3 separate regions of the Mus musculus genome follow, and all the other regions are linked to region 1. Evidence: chromatin contacts called from public promoter capture Hi-C data. All regions are on one chromosome and are shown on one strand. Each heading gives the region's core, a stretch centred on a gene start, on an enhancer-like site or on the middle of the called end of the contact. The rest is flanking DNA. Distances are from core to core; before and after follow the strand shown. Region 1 holds the start of Glce (glucuronyl C5-epimerase). Region 2 holds the start of Iqch (IQ motif containing H). Region 3 holds the start of Lrrc49 (leucine rich repeat containing 49).

Region 1 (4,240 bases), core at 510-3,009:
AATACCCAGCCCCAAAGCCCAAATTAGCACTGCAGTACATTCCTTTGTTTGTTTTTACATGATTGCAAAATTCAAAGCTTTAGTAACTTGTCCCCAATCTTTCTAATTAAAAAGACAGAAGAAATTATCTTTAAAAAAAACTGACAAGAAAAAGACTGACAAAGCAAAGATACTTCAATTTGCCTGCTTATATCATATTTTCTGTTTACAAGCACCTCAGCAATGTTTCCTTAGACTAAAGTGACATTAGACTGCCTAACCAGGAGAATTCTCAGGCAAATGTACAGACATTCTGACACACGTTTTTAAACCACTCACAGGCAGATACCTATAAGTCATTTTAAGTTCCACCTAAGTCTGGCAGAGTCTTCAAGAACTCTGTAAGATTCAAACCACGGTAAAAACTGATGTACCAGAATTCTCTAAAGAAGCTCAATAGGGCATCATTAACAGGTTGCCAATGACGCTTTTGTAGAAATCTGGACTTGAGACATACATACATAATATGCTACACTTTTGTTTTTAATTACCCCTCTTCCACAAAACCTTTAGAAAGGATGCTTCTTGGCACTACCTAACACCCAGGCAAATTCAGGACAGATTTAACCATGCAAGACCATCAAACACTACCTAAAACAGAAAGCCCAAATCGCACAGCCGCCCTACCCTCAGATCTAAACCCTCACTCAACAGTCAGGTATTCCAGACAACATGCTCAAGTCTGGTATCGCTCCTCTCCTCTCCTCCGGAGATCAGAGCTCCGGCGACACCAGCGCGTCCCCAAAGGTATCCTGGGGCAAAGAAAAGAAAACTGCAGAACAAGCCCACTGTGTCTCCAACTAGGCAACTGCCCCGATCAAGCGTCCAACGAAGAAGCACTGAGTTAAATCTCATCGAGAAAGAGAGAGAGACCAGATCGAGACCGTCAGATACCGAAAGCCACAAGCAGTGCCATGGGGTGGCTCCTGAAACCGGGTCTGGCACCCCTGGAGACCCAGAGACCGCTGAGCCGCGCCCACACGGCAAAATCACCCTCCTTGTCGCCCCGAAAAAGAATGGGGACCATCACGCACAGTTACCGCCCCCCTCTGGGCGAAGCAGAAACCCCAATACAAATGTTGGTCTCCCCATGCACGCTTCCCGCCCCCACCCACACCCACCCAGTCCGTTCCTTCCCGGGAGGGACACGGGCATCGTCTTATCACCCCATGGCGACCTTAAACAAACCCAAGTCTCTGGAACCCTGACATCCTCCTGCTTTACCCCAGGAATGCCAAGCGGACCCCTCTCCGCTCATAGGTCTCCCCGTGCCCTCCGGACAAGGCTAAACTGTATCCCAAGCCCCTCAACTGCACGGGATCGCCAGAAATGGTCTCCAAGTCCCAGAACCGCGCTATGCCAGCACCCGGGCTCTCAGGCAGGACACAGGACGCGCTCCCGCGACCCTAGAGACCCGGGACCGCCTGGGCAGCCACCCACCCCCACTCCAAAGCCAAAGAAGCCCCGAGACCCCAGCCCCCGCCGCGTCACCCAAGATCCCCGCACTCGGAACGCCGCGCATCCCCGGGAGCCGCCCCCGTCGCGAGCCCACTTGCCACGGCCGCCCCTCAGCCACGACACGACGAGCTCCCTCACCTGAGGCGCGTCGGCGGACGAGCGGCCCCCAGAGCCCTGAGGAAAACTGAAGCGAGCGGCAGAGACACGGCGGCCCAGGCCTGCGCTGCCGCAGCTCCAGCCTCTCGGCGAGGAAGCGCTCGTGTGAGGAGAGCCCGCCCGCTCGGCGCGCTACTGGGGAGCCGAGCCGCCGCCGTGCCCGCGGCTCTTCCCGCGAGATCCCAGCCACGGTAAGGGGCGAGGCCATGCCGGGGAGGAGAGGGCGGGACGGAGGCTCTTCGAATGGCAGCTCCGTCAGCCTGTTAGATTCGGTGTAGAAGGCGGGGTCACCAAGAGGAGGGGCCATATTAAGGGGAGGAGCTATGATGAGGGGGCGGAGAGTCCTCGAATGACAGTTCCAAAAAACCAATCAACGGTGGCAGCGCAGAAGGCGGGACTCGCATTCTCCTGTGACCAATTGCAAAAGAGTAGAGCTAATTCTCCCCGCCTATCATCAATAAATTGCGGGCGAAGGTGTTGCTGACCCGATGTCAGTTTGCTACCTGGGCAGTTGCAGAGGTACTTTAGATGACGTGGTTTGGGCAAAGTTTGGTCCTCTTCGGCCGCCGTAGAGACACTTAGCGGAGAAGCTGAACTAAATAGTGCTTAAACCGAAGAGCTGTCCGTGCGTTTTCACTGCTCTCTGAAGTGAACAGGGAGGTCCCATCTGCCAGCCTGAAGACTTACAGCCTCACTTTACTCACTTCGGTCTCCTCCTTTAGTGTAGCTTTCTCCCATTTCGGACTCTCTTCCGTTTTTATTTCAAACGGCGATGATATCGTCACGGGTGCTTTAAGCTCCAACCCAGTTTATCTGGTCCAACAAAGGACCTTTCTAATTCATTTGTGCGTTCTACTTAAAGTCTTCCACAAAGATGAAGAACGAAATCTCAAACGAGTGCTAACCTAACAAACCCGAGAACTTGTATCTTTACAGACCATAGGGCCCAGTAATGTTTAGCACAGGTAGGGTATAGAGCATTCAATAAATCTAAAAGGAAGGAATGGAAACTGTGGTGCTTATCTGTACTGGCTTCAGAAACTGGGCTTTCCTAGCCTTTCCCATTCCCCCCTCACATTTAAGTCCCTTCACTCATTATTATGCCTGCCCTGTAGCTTTCCTTCATCTTCCCCTAGTCTCCCTTGCCCAACACAAAAAGTAGCCTTACTCTTTCTCAAGGTTAACTCCTGCCCTTGTGCACTGGACCTCAGCCAGGCCCAGACTCAGTCAGCTCCCCCACCCCCACCCCCACCCCCATTATCAATTTTTTAGCCCCTTTATCCCCAGAACACACTCATTATCCCCTGTTATTTGAACAGAACACAACTACCCTGCCGGTTCTATCCACTCGAGCTGCCCTGTCCTGAGAATCCCACGTCTTGAGAAAATTAAAGTGTATTGTGGTCCCCACCTTCTCATCCCTTATTTCCCTGCTACAATACTGCGTTTGCCCACACAATCTGCTGCTCTCCCAACAGTTTCAAAAGACCTCTCTCCTACTAGACAAATGGTCTCTTTGGTGGGACTTTTTCCCCAATGGCTTCTCGGAGGTTCATTGACAACGCTCAGGATGTCTTCCTTTAGCACCTGCCTAACTGTGTTCTTTTCATTCTTTAGCTACTTTTTTTTTAAAGTCCCCTCTCCTAGTTTGAAAATGGTTGAATATTGATGACTCCTTATCTTATTGCACACCTTGTGCATAATAAGAAAAATGTCCACACACCACTGCACACTCTGAGAGCCACAAATTGGTTCAGACAAAAGCTGTTAGAAAAATCCAGAGGGAAGAGAGGCAGCTCTGAAGCTTGAGCTGGGTGGTAAAATACTAGGATGGCCCATATAAATTAAAGGCAGAAATGGAAGCTTTTCAGAGAAAATAATCTAAACCAGAGCAATGATAAAAAGCATGTGAGCTGAGCCAGGCTGCAGGTTGGATGGCTCAGTAAATAGATTCCCCCATCTGGGGTGGGGGTGGGGGGCAAGATCAGAAAGGAGCCAGATAGTGAAAGGCTTTGACTACCAAGCCACAGTAATTGGACTTGATTTGGTGTTAAATGGGAAACCCGAACAAATTCAAATATTTGTAGAGGCTGTAAGGAAGCTAGGTGTGAAAGCACTTCTATCAAATGTATATATATAAAATACATATATATGTGTATATATATGTGTGTATATATACACACATATATATGTATTATACATATATATGTATATTTATACATACATAAAACAAGCTAACATCCTATGACAATTTTTAAAAAGCTTACCATTTTTTCTTAACAAATATAATTGGTAAGCGCAGATGGTCAGGTTGGGATTTAAAATTCTGTTAACAGAGTCCTCTGCTGGAACTAGACAGGTTAAAGAGAGAAAACATAAAGAAGCCTTTTCCACACCACATCTCACAGCCCCTTGCGAGCATTAACATTGATTATCAACCTAATGGGGCTCTGGAAGCACCTAGGGGCAAGTCTCTGGGCAAGTCTGTGCACATTGCTCTAAATTGGGCTAATTGAGATGGAAGAGCTAACCTAAAAGTGGGTGGCACCACTTCATAGGTGGGTCCCTAGACTACATACAGAAGGTA
Region 2 (4,240 bases), core at 1,110-3,609, 1.5 Mb after region 1:
AAACATAACTGTACTCAAAGAGAGGTCTGGCCCTCTGCTACTCAGAGATGAGCTCTAAACCTCTGGAATGTCCTGCCTGACATAAGTATCTGGATGCTTTAGTCACAAGGCAGTCTAACAACAAACACAGTTTATTTACAGTGGGGTTTTGAGCTGCCCTGTGTCTGTTGTGACGTGTGGAGGAACGGGAGTCTTCACAGAGTCAGCCTCGAGGGCCATGTGAGTTTGAGCAACATCCCAGCTCTGACTGGAGAAAGCTCAGGGAAGTTCTTCTAGTTGTCCAGCTTCTATACGATGTCACACGATGTCACACGTTGTGCCTGGAAGGAGGTGATACCTGACACCTCTTCTGGGATGGCCCCTGGACTCTGCTATGCATCTCTCTCCTTGGCTAACTTTAATCCTAATCACCAGGGTAGCTCATCTCTGACTTCCATGAGCCTTTCTCACAAATAAAATGTGAGAGTGCCATGGGACTCATAGGCTCACAGCCAGCCTAACTGACGTGAGGGTTGTTCGAGAGCTTCATACATGACCTTGCAGTTGGTGTCAGTGAGGACATGGGTGGGGACTGTCCTCGCTGGTGTTATATTTGGCTAAATTCACCACAGGGGAAATTGTTGAGTGTGATACAGGTAAGATTTAGGTCCAATTCATAACGGGGATGTCTATGAAGCTAGTGGGCTTAGGAACTCTGGAGTTTTGAAAAAGGTGTACTAGGATGTGTATTCTAAAGCGTTCAGGACGCTATCTCAAGCCTTTGTCAATTAAATATGAGTTAGAAATTATGGTGAACTGTGGGACCCCGACTTAGAGCGTTTCTCCCAGGAAGGTAAAGCCCCTGGACGGTCCCCAAGCTTGTTTTCCCTGATCTCTAAAAATATAGCTAGAAAGAAGCTCTTTGTTCTCTATAGCCAGCAAAAAGCCTTTTTGTTTCTATACTGTACAACCAGAGATGCCTGCCTTCCTGTGCCGAGGACACGGAGATAAAAATTCAGAAAGAACTCACTCCCCACACCTGCCTTGTAAATTTCACCAAGGACACCCAGAAGAGAAGAACTCTTCCCAGCTCTCCTCCCAACTCTTCCCAACACCTCTCCCAATTCCTCAGCTAGCTGTTAAAAGCCCCCTACTGTCACCACTCGGGTCGAACTCCCCTGCCCTGCACTGTGGAGGGACTTCGTCCTCAGCTAGCTGATAATAAAACCTCTTGCAGTTTGCATCAGGTGTGGTTTTCTCTCGAGATGTTGGGGTGTTGGCCAGCTCATCCCGGGACTTGAGCAGAGGCCCAGCATCGGGGGTCTTACAGAACTTCTTAAAGTGAGACCATCTTAAAGGGACCCATACCTAAACACGGAAAAAAACAAAACAAAACAAAGCAAAAAAAAAAAAAAAAAAACCAAACCAACCTAGCTGTTTCAGAAAAATTGTTCAACTGTCACAAACTGAATTACACTGGAGAAGTCAAGTCTTTGAGAGCTTTCTCCCTAGATTATAAATAAGATATTTCTCCAAGTTTTCATTTTTTATGTTGTTTTGTAATCCAGGTGATCTTAAAAATATGTTTGGTAACGCACACCTTTAATCCCAGCACTTGGGAGGTAAAGGCAGGCAGATTTCTGAGTTGGAGGCCAGCCTGGTCTACAGAGTGAGTTCCAGGACAGCCAGGGCTACACAGAGAAACTCTGTCTCGAAGAAAAAAAAATTTTAAAAAAAGCTTGGGTGTGTGTTCCCAAGCAAGCAGTGACTATTGTAGGTTAAGAAGCACGGGTCCCATAGCTCACGTTCTCTTCGAACTTCTCACCACCTCCTAATGATGAATCTGTTTCTCCTTCACATCCCCAAGCCATGGATGGACTTTAAACATTTCATAATTTATTTTTAAATGGTGCCTTGAGCACCCCAGCCTGCTAGTACAGATTGATAATCCCAGTTACTCAGGAGGCTGAGGCAGGAGGATCACAAGTTCCAGGCCTGCCTGGATTGTAGAGGGTGCTCCAAGACAGTCAATGACCATCTGGGCCCGAAGTATAAGGAAGACAGGTGATGCAGCCTAGCGGTAAAGCACTTGCTTGGCGCTAGCATGTCCTGTGTTCAACCCCCAGAGCATGATGCCCTAAAGTGTAGGCGTTTCCTGCTATAGGGCCGAGAGAATAAATGGTGGTGCTTGGGATCACAGGTTTCGGGGTTCGAGGGGAGGTCTGTGCGGCCGCCAGCCCGGCCTGTTTCCCACCTGGATTAGGATGGATCCAATGGGGTCGCTGTCCTCCTGGGCCTGCGCCATGACTAAGGAGGGCAGAAGACACTAGGCTCCGGAGGTATGGCCTCCTGCGGAGCGCTCCTAGATGGTGCGGGCACCCGTCACCATAGCAACGCGGCGCGCGCGACCGGCGCGCTCCACTGGAGGAGCGGGGAAGGGGGGTGTGAGGGCCAGCCGGAGCCTCGGCTGCCCAGCGCGCGGCCCCGCCCAGCGCGCGTGCCCGGATCATCTCCCCCGCGTGCCCGCTGCAGTGGTACGGCCCAAGGCGGAAGCAGCGCCGGCGCGGAACCCGCTCTGCCGCAGCGATGGCTGCCGGTGTACCCTGCGCGCTGGTTACCAGCTGCTCCGCCACCTTCACCGGGGACCGGCTGGTGCAACGTGAGTAACCCGACGTCTGAGCCGGGCTGCAAGGCCCAGTTCAGAGCCATGGGCGCAGGGCCGGCGACCTCTCCCGGGCTCTGCCCGAGCTGGGCCCTAGGCTCCGGCTCCTCCGCAGGTCTCGGCGCCAGGCGCTTAACCTTCTGCCTGTGTAAAGTGAGGCCGGTTTCTGACCTCCCGCCTCAGGGGTGGTGGCAAGCACCCCCTAAGATGATATTCAAGACCCCGGAAATTGTGCTCTTAGACGAATGTAAGGCGCTGGAGTTGCGGTGTTGTGTTTGGGGGTTATGCCCCTGCTGCTGGGGTAGTGGTTCCTCTTGTGAACTGAAGTGCTCAGCAAAAAAACAAAAAAACAAACAAACAAAAAATGCACGCGCGTTAGTGTTCTGCCAGGATGATGGACTGACCAGAACTCCTGTGATTGTGGAGAGCTGGAATTTTAATAACTGTAGCCAGATTCTCGTGGACTGTCTCTAGTCTCCTTCTTAGCCATTTGTTGCCCACTTCTGTGTCTGACCTAATATCCTCTGACTATCAGGTAAAGTCCTTTTGGGAATAAGCAAACAGACCCCCTAGCTTCCATCAACCCAAAGGCTAAGAATTTTATCAGTTGGTGTCTGAGGCCTACAGCAAGGGCTTCCACGATGTGCTGTAATCCACCAACCTGTTGTTCCCCTCAATGTATTTTTAGAACATCCTGATATGTAGCTTTGTTGTTCCTATAAGAACACCATGGAATTGTTATTGCCACGTTGGAACATTTGACTTGAGGCACCCCTGATTCCTGTTCCCTTTTCATGATCCCTCATATTTGGCTCCAGAATAAACGCTTACTCCCTTAGAGATGAGAGCTGTGGGCGTTCTTGATTCCCTCCCCTTGATTGTGTGTGTGTGTGTAATGTACATACATGCATACTTGTGTGTACATGATATTTGTTGGGTGCCCCCTCACTTGCAGTTACATTTCTTGAGTTCTTTCTGAGGTGAAAGTTCCCCGGAAAAAAATGAGTTTGAGGTGTTACTGCACCCAGTGCTTTTGCTTCTGGACCCTAAGGGCTATAAAATTCAGGGTTTTGTTTTTGTTTTTGTTTTGTTTTTTTTGCCTTTGTTGTGCATACGCGAATATACGTGTGTGTGTGTGTGTGTGTGTGTGTGTGTGTGTGTGTTTTCTGCTTTTTAGTCCCACTGCTCTGTGCATACTGAGCGTGGCACTCTACCTCAGAGATAAACCCCAGCCCCACCCCAAAATGAGCTCTGAAATGTAGGTCAGAGAGACTAGTGAGCTAGAGCTGAGGAGGCAGCTCACTGGCCAGGTCTATGGCTCTGACTGTGGGCAAGTCACTGAACCTCTGCCCTTCATCTTCCTATCTGTGGGCTGAGGATTATGTTTGGCCACAGGCCAGCACGTGGCAAGCATTGGATAAGTGGTTGGCCTTATTATAAAAGCGTATCACCTGTTTAACTCAGGCTTTGCTGAGCCTTAAAGGGGGCACATGAAGAGGTGTCCTGGGAGACCGTGGGTGCTGGCTTGCAAATGCGGCCGAGCCTGTAAAGCATCGTGCAGTTTGTAATTATTTTCTACACCTGTTGACAGAATTAGGC
Region 3 (4,240 bases), core at 1,242-3,741, 1.4 Mb before region 1:
GTGGAGCTCTTGACTTTTTAAAAATCCTTCACATGTCAAATTGTAATGCAATAAAATTGCATATTTAAGAATTTTAACTCTTTTTAATAATTTTTCATGGCAGAACTGAAAAGCCCAAACCAGTCTCGCCTCCTAAAACTGTCCATTAAAACTTTAAAAATCCATCTTCAAAGACTTCCGAGGCTTCTCCATCACCCACCCGATCACAGCAGCATTCGCACTCCATCAGTGTGAACACATGTCTACACAAGAGAGGATGGTATAAAAAGGATGTTGAAAACACAGCACTCCTACAAGCACATAACGGTAGAAAAAGACCCACCTGGCCAAGGCAGGTAGGAAAGTTTTACATACAGTCCATTATGCCTGATTCTAATAAATACATTTTTTTCATTAATTCAGCTGTTATTGGAGATGATCAAACGATGAGGTCAGGGGAGTCACACAGGGAAGGGTTGGCTATTTTGACATCCAAATGTAACTAGTCAGCTGCAGTCTGTTAATCAGTGGCCCCTCCCATTCAAACCTCCTATGGCCTCCGTTTAGTCTCTTCTTGCTGCTGTCTGTAAACTCCGGCCTTTATACTACAGAGTCCTTCCAGTGATGTCCACTTCACAATGTTTTAGGGAACAAATGAACTGTGACGGTTGAGAGCATACACATTATTTAAGGGGAGAAGTGTATTGTGTACGGCTAGCATAGGGGAGTGGGCATGCGTGAGTGCTGAGGTGAGTGAGGCAGGAAAGAAAGAAAAAAAATGTATCTCAAAAACCAAATGAAAAGCCAGAGACTTTGGAAATTACCAAGATATTACAAGTAAATGGTCTGGGTGTAGAAAGAGGGTTCAGTGGTTAGGACCACTGCTGCTCTTCCATGGGACCTGAGTTGGGTTCCTAGTACCCATGACAGGTGTCACAACTGCCTGTAACACCACCTCCAGAGCATCTGACAACTTCCTCTGGCCTCCAGAGAGACACAGAGACGGATGCACAGACACACACACACACACACACACACACACACACACAAAATAAGAATCTAACACTCAATACGTTATTAAAACACTAACATTTCCTCTGCTAAGCTAGTTTTTCTTCTGATTTAAAATGAATCACAAAGTGAAATCCTCCTAAAATGTCCCATTTTATCCTTCCAGAGATGCTACCATTAGAATGATACCATCATTTTACCTATGTCTAAGGAAGAAAGCATTTCTTAATTAAATTATGCCATACAACCACTTTTAAGAAATACCTTCACCAGAAATGTTTAAATGTAAGGGGAGGGGCTCTTGTAATGGAATGACCTAAATTGATACAAGAGGGATGATTTGGCTTTATGAAAGTAGACAGAAAATAAAGTCAGCTTTACATTGAAAACCAAAATAAGAGACCCTCAGCCCCGAGGTCAGAATCTATATATAAAATATACAAGTATTTGTGTACAATATCTGACCATTTATTTTCAACTTAAATACAAATCTGCTTAAATCTTACTTTGTTTTTGTCAGAAAGTGACGACGTTTGAATAACCAGATGAAGTCCACAGTTCACCTGAAATGTAAAAGTTAAATTATAAAATGATTTCTTAATGCATACACACCATAGTATAAACACATTATAAGAAATGGAACACAGTCAAATATTCCATCTTTCTTTGCCTTTTCTGGTAAATGAGCATTTTCTGAAGTCTAGGAATCAAGTAAAATCAAGTCAAATGCTTTCATTAATTTATTTTTCAAAATGTCGGAGGCACGGATTTCACCCACCTTGTACCTCAGGCTTTGGAGCCCCGACATTTCTGTTGCCAGTCAGGATGTCAGTGCTTGAATAAAGGAGGTGGGAGTGTCTAAGAACAGGTTCCTTTCTCAATAGAAAAAAAGGAAGAAGTGGGTGGGGGATAACTAAAGGAATCCCAGTGTTTGCCTAGCAAACCAGCTCCACCTTCTGGGGAGCTCGGGCCCTGGGCAAGATTTTAAACACCCATCATACAATATTCAAAAACTCTCAGAGTGCTTTGGACTAGCCCAGGAAACCCTAGCCTCAATGAGACAATAGCTTCAGTCGCCCCGATCCCAGTAATACAGCCCATCACCTAGGACAAAGACGCCAGTCAGAGAGGACAAGACTACTATCGGAAAGGAAGAAAAATCAGGAAGGCCCAACTCACGTTATTTGCAGCTCGGCCAGAAACGGAGCGATATTTTCCGGGAATCATGGCAGGAGACAGTCCAGGATGTTCAATCCTCCTTCGAGGTAATCCTACAGCTAAGATTCAAAGAGACCAAAAGGGGTCATCTCCCAGGCAACCCGCTCAGGGGTTACCATAGAAACCACCATTTCCGGTCTGGTCCTCGCCCTAGATCTTTGGGCCGTCCGGGCGGCTAGCCTCGGGGAGTATCTGTGGGGCCCCGTGCGTCAGCACTTCCTCGTTCTGGATTTTTTTTTTTTTTCCAGGCCGCTTGAAAACAGCGGGAGGATCCGGAGGAGGATAAGACGAGGAAGAGGGAGGACACATCGGTGGCTATGGCAACCATGACTTCCGGTCCTTTCCTCTTTAGGACCCGCCTCAACACTGCCCGCGGGAAGTTTGATTCCCTCTGCCTGCTGCTGCCTGTTTTCCTGGCAAGATCGCAGGGAAGAGCTGGAGGAAGGTGCTCATAACCTTCCCATTTAATTTGGCCCTTCCACTAAGCCGAGACAAGGAAGGATACAATCCGACCTGGAGATAGTGAAGGGAAGCCAGCTTTCCTGAGGCCCCTGCGGGCAGAGGAACGGAGTGCGCCAGACAATCGATCTGTCCAAAAAAAAAAAAAAAAAAAGACTAAAGCTGTGAAGCTACTACTGAAGACAAGTCTTGCTAATAACCCCTTCCCTTCCCTAAGCTTCTTTTGACTGATACTGGCTGCCTTCAAGTTCATGTTCCTGGCGAGCTAAACAAACTTCCAGTCATCTCCTCACTGCATACCTTTCTGCCCCCACCCCACCCCCAAATACTGATTACATATTCCTTGCATCGAATTATCACTACTTGCTCTCTTAAAAACTTCCAAGCCCTCTTTGGGACAATCCAGCTTCCACCCTATGACCATTATGTGGATTAAACAGTGGCTCTATGACAGTGCAGAAGGAATGTTTAGTTCTAAATCTGAGAAAAGGTTGCCAAGAAGTTAAGTGGTCTGTAACTGACATTTTGACTTTGAATTGTGAGACTTGTATAGAATGACAGGGCTGAAGGCAACCTTATTTCTCAACTAGTCCAAACCTATCCATTTTATGTGAGGAGACACATCCAAAAATTAACTTCTTCAATGGCCTGGAATTCTTATTATACCTCCAGTCACCAGAACAATATTCTTTCTGTAATACTAACCTGCTTCCCACATCTGGGTGGATGCCTAAGACCCTTCCTTTAGTGATATTCTATCATCATTTGGAATGTAAACATATAATTTTTGGATCAAAATTATGAACACAACTTACACATCCTTGCATGATTTTTCTCCTTTCCCTACCATCCTATTAATACCACTGTCCTGAAGAGTTCATAGACATAATGCTGATCTTTTGGTTCCTCAGCATTCCTCTCTTTTGAGACTGCTCACCTGTTCCCGGCAGTAACCATAGTTATTCCTTTTCCCATTTTCTGGCACCATCAATAAAGTTCTGTCCCTTTTTTAAAGCAATAAGCTCAAATATAGTTTCTCCTGATCCCTGACTTACATATTATGTTTTTTAAAATATTTATCTTTATGTGTGGGGGTGGGGTGTGGAGGTTAGCTAAGGTATGAAATCATGGTGGTTACAAGAATAAACTTGGTGGCCAACTCATGGGTTTCAGTTATGGTTCTGCCAATAATTAAGCATGCTTCCTATGCCCAGGTTCCTCATCTGTAATAGAAAGATGTTATCGCATCTCAGCCAAAGCCTTTCCAGAGCTGTAGAGAGTTAGTTACTTGGAGTAATGTCTGAGGCACAATACTTACCATATTAATTAAGCATTGATTGTCATCACAGTCAACCCTTGGCCCATGTATTTTGCTTCTGAAGCCTGTGTTCAGCCTGTCCTCTCTTCACTAACTCATTTTCAGGCAATGTCTTGAATGCTAAAAACAGGGAAGCTCGCAGGGACACAGATGTGGTGCTGAGCTGAAGCTTGGGGGAAGAACTGGGCAGCCAAGTCAGCAGTGTGGAGCTGCATGAGAATGCGGGCGTTAGTTCATGCTTGTTGCAGCTGAAGC

The links. Promoter capture Hi-C pulls out the DNA fragments that hold promoters and counts their contacts.
Region 2: a contact with region 1 is called in a promoter capture Hi-C map of erythroid cells, with 21 times the contacts expected there. The contact joins the promoter of Iqch here to the promoter of Glce in region 1. A contact is called at or near these places in 4 of 39 promoter capture datasets (the C10 cell line, erythroid cells, liver and 1 more).
Region 3: a promoter capture Hi-C map of pre-B cells shows a contact between it and region 1, with 4 times the contacts expected there. The contact joins the promoter of Lrrc49 here to the promoter of Glce in region 1. A contact is called at or near these places in 2 of 39 promoter capture datasets (the C10 cell line and pre-B cells) and 1 of 9 other capture datasets (liver).

The regions. Positions count from the first base shown.
Region 1 is chr9:62,120,850-62,125,089 of GRCm38.p6, forward strand. Glce (glucuronyl C5-epimerase) reads right to left here and starts at 1,760. Exons shown (of 5, transcript NM_033320.5): 1 at 1,636-1,760. Mir5133 (microRNA 5133) reads right to left here and starts at 1,745; the gene lies at 1,669-1,745.
Region 2 is chr9:63,600,134-63,604,373 of GRCm38.p6, forward strand. Iqch (IQ motif containing H) reads right to left here and starts at 2,360. Exons shown (of 22, transcript NM_001311098.1): 1 at 2,234-2,360. The coding sequence starts at 2,284. Aagab (alpha- and gamma-adaptin binding protein) reads left to right here and starts at 2,513. Exons shown (of 10, transcript NM_025857.3): 1 at 2,513-2,638. The coding sequence starts at 2,566.
Region 3 is chr9:60,685,643-60,689,882 of GRCm38.p6, forward strand. Lrrc49 (leucine rich repeat containing 49) reads right to left here and starts at 2,492. Exons shown (of 17, transcript NM_145616.4): 1 at 2,170-2,492; 2 at 1,497-1,553. The coding sequence starts at 2,217.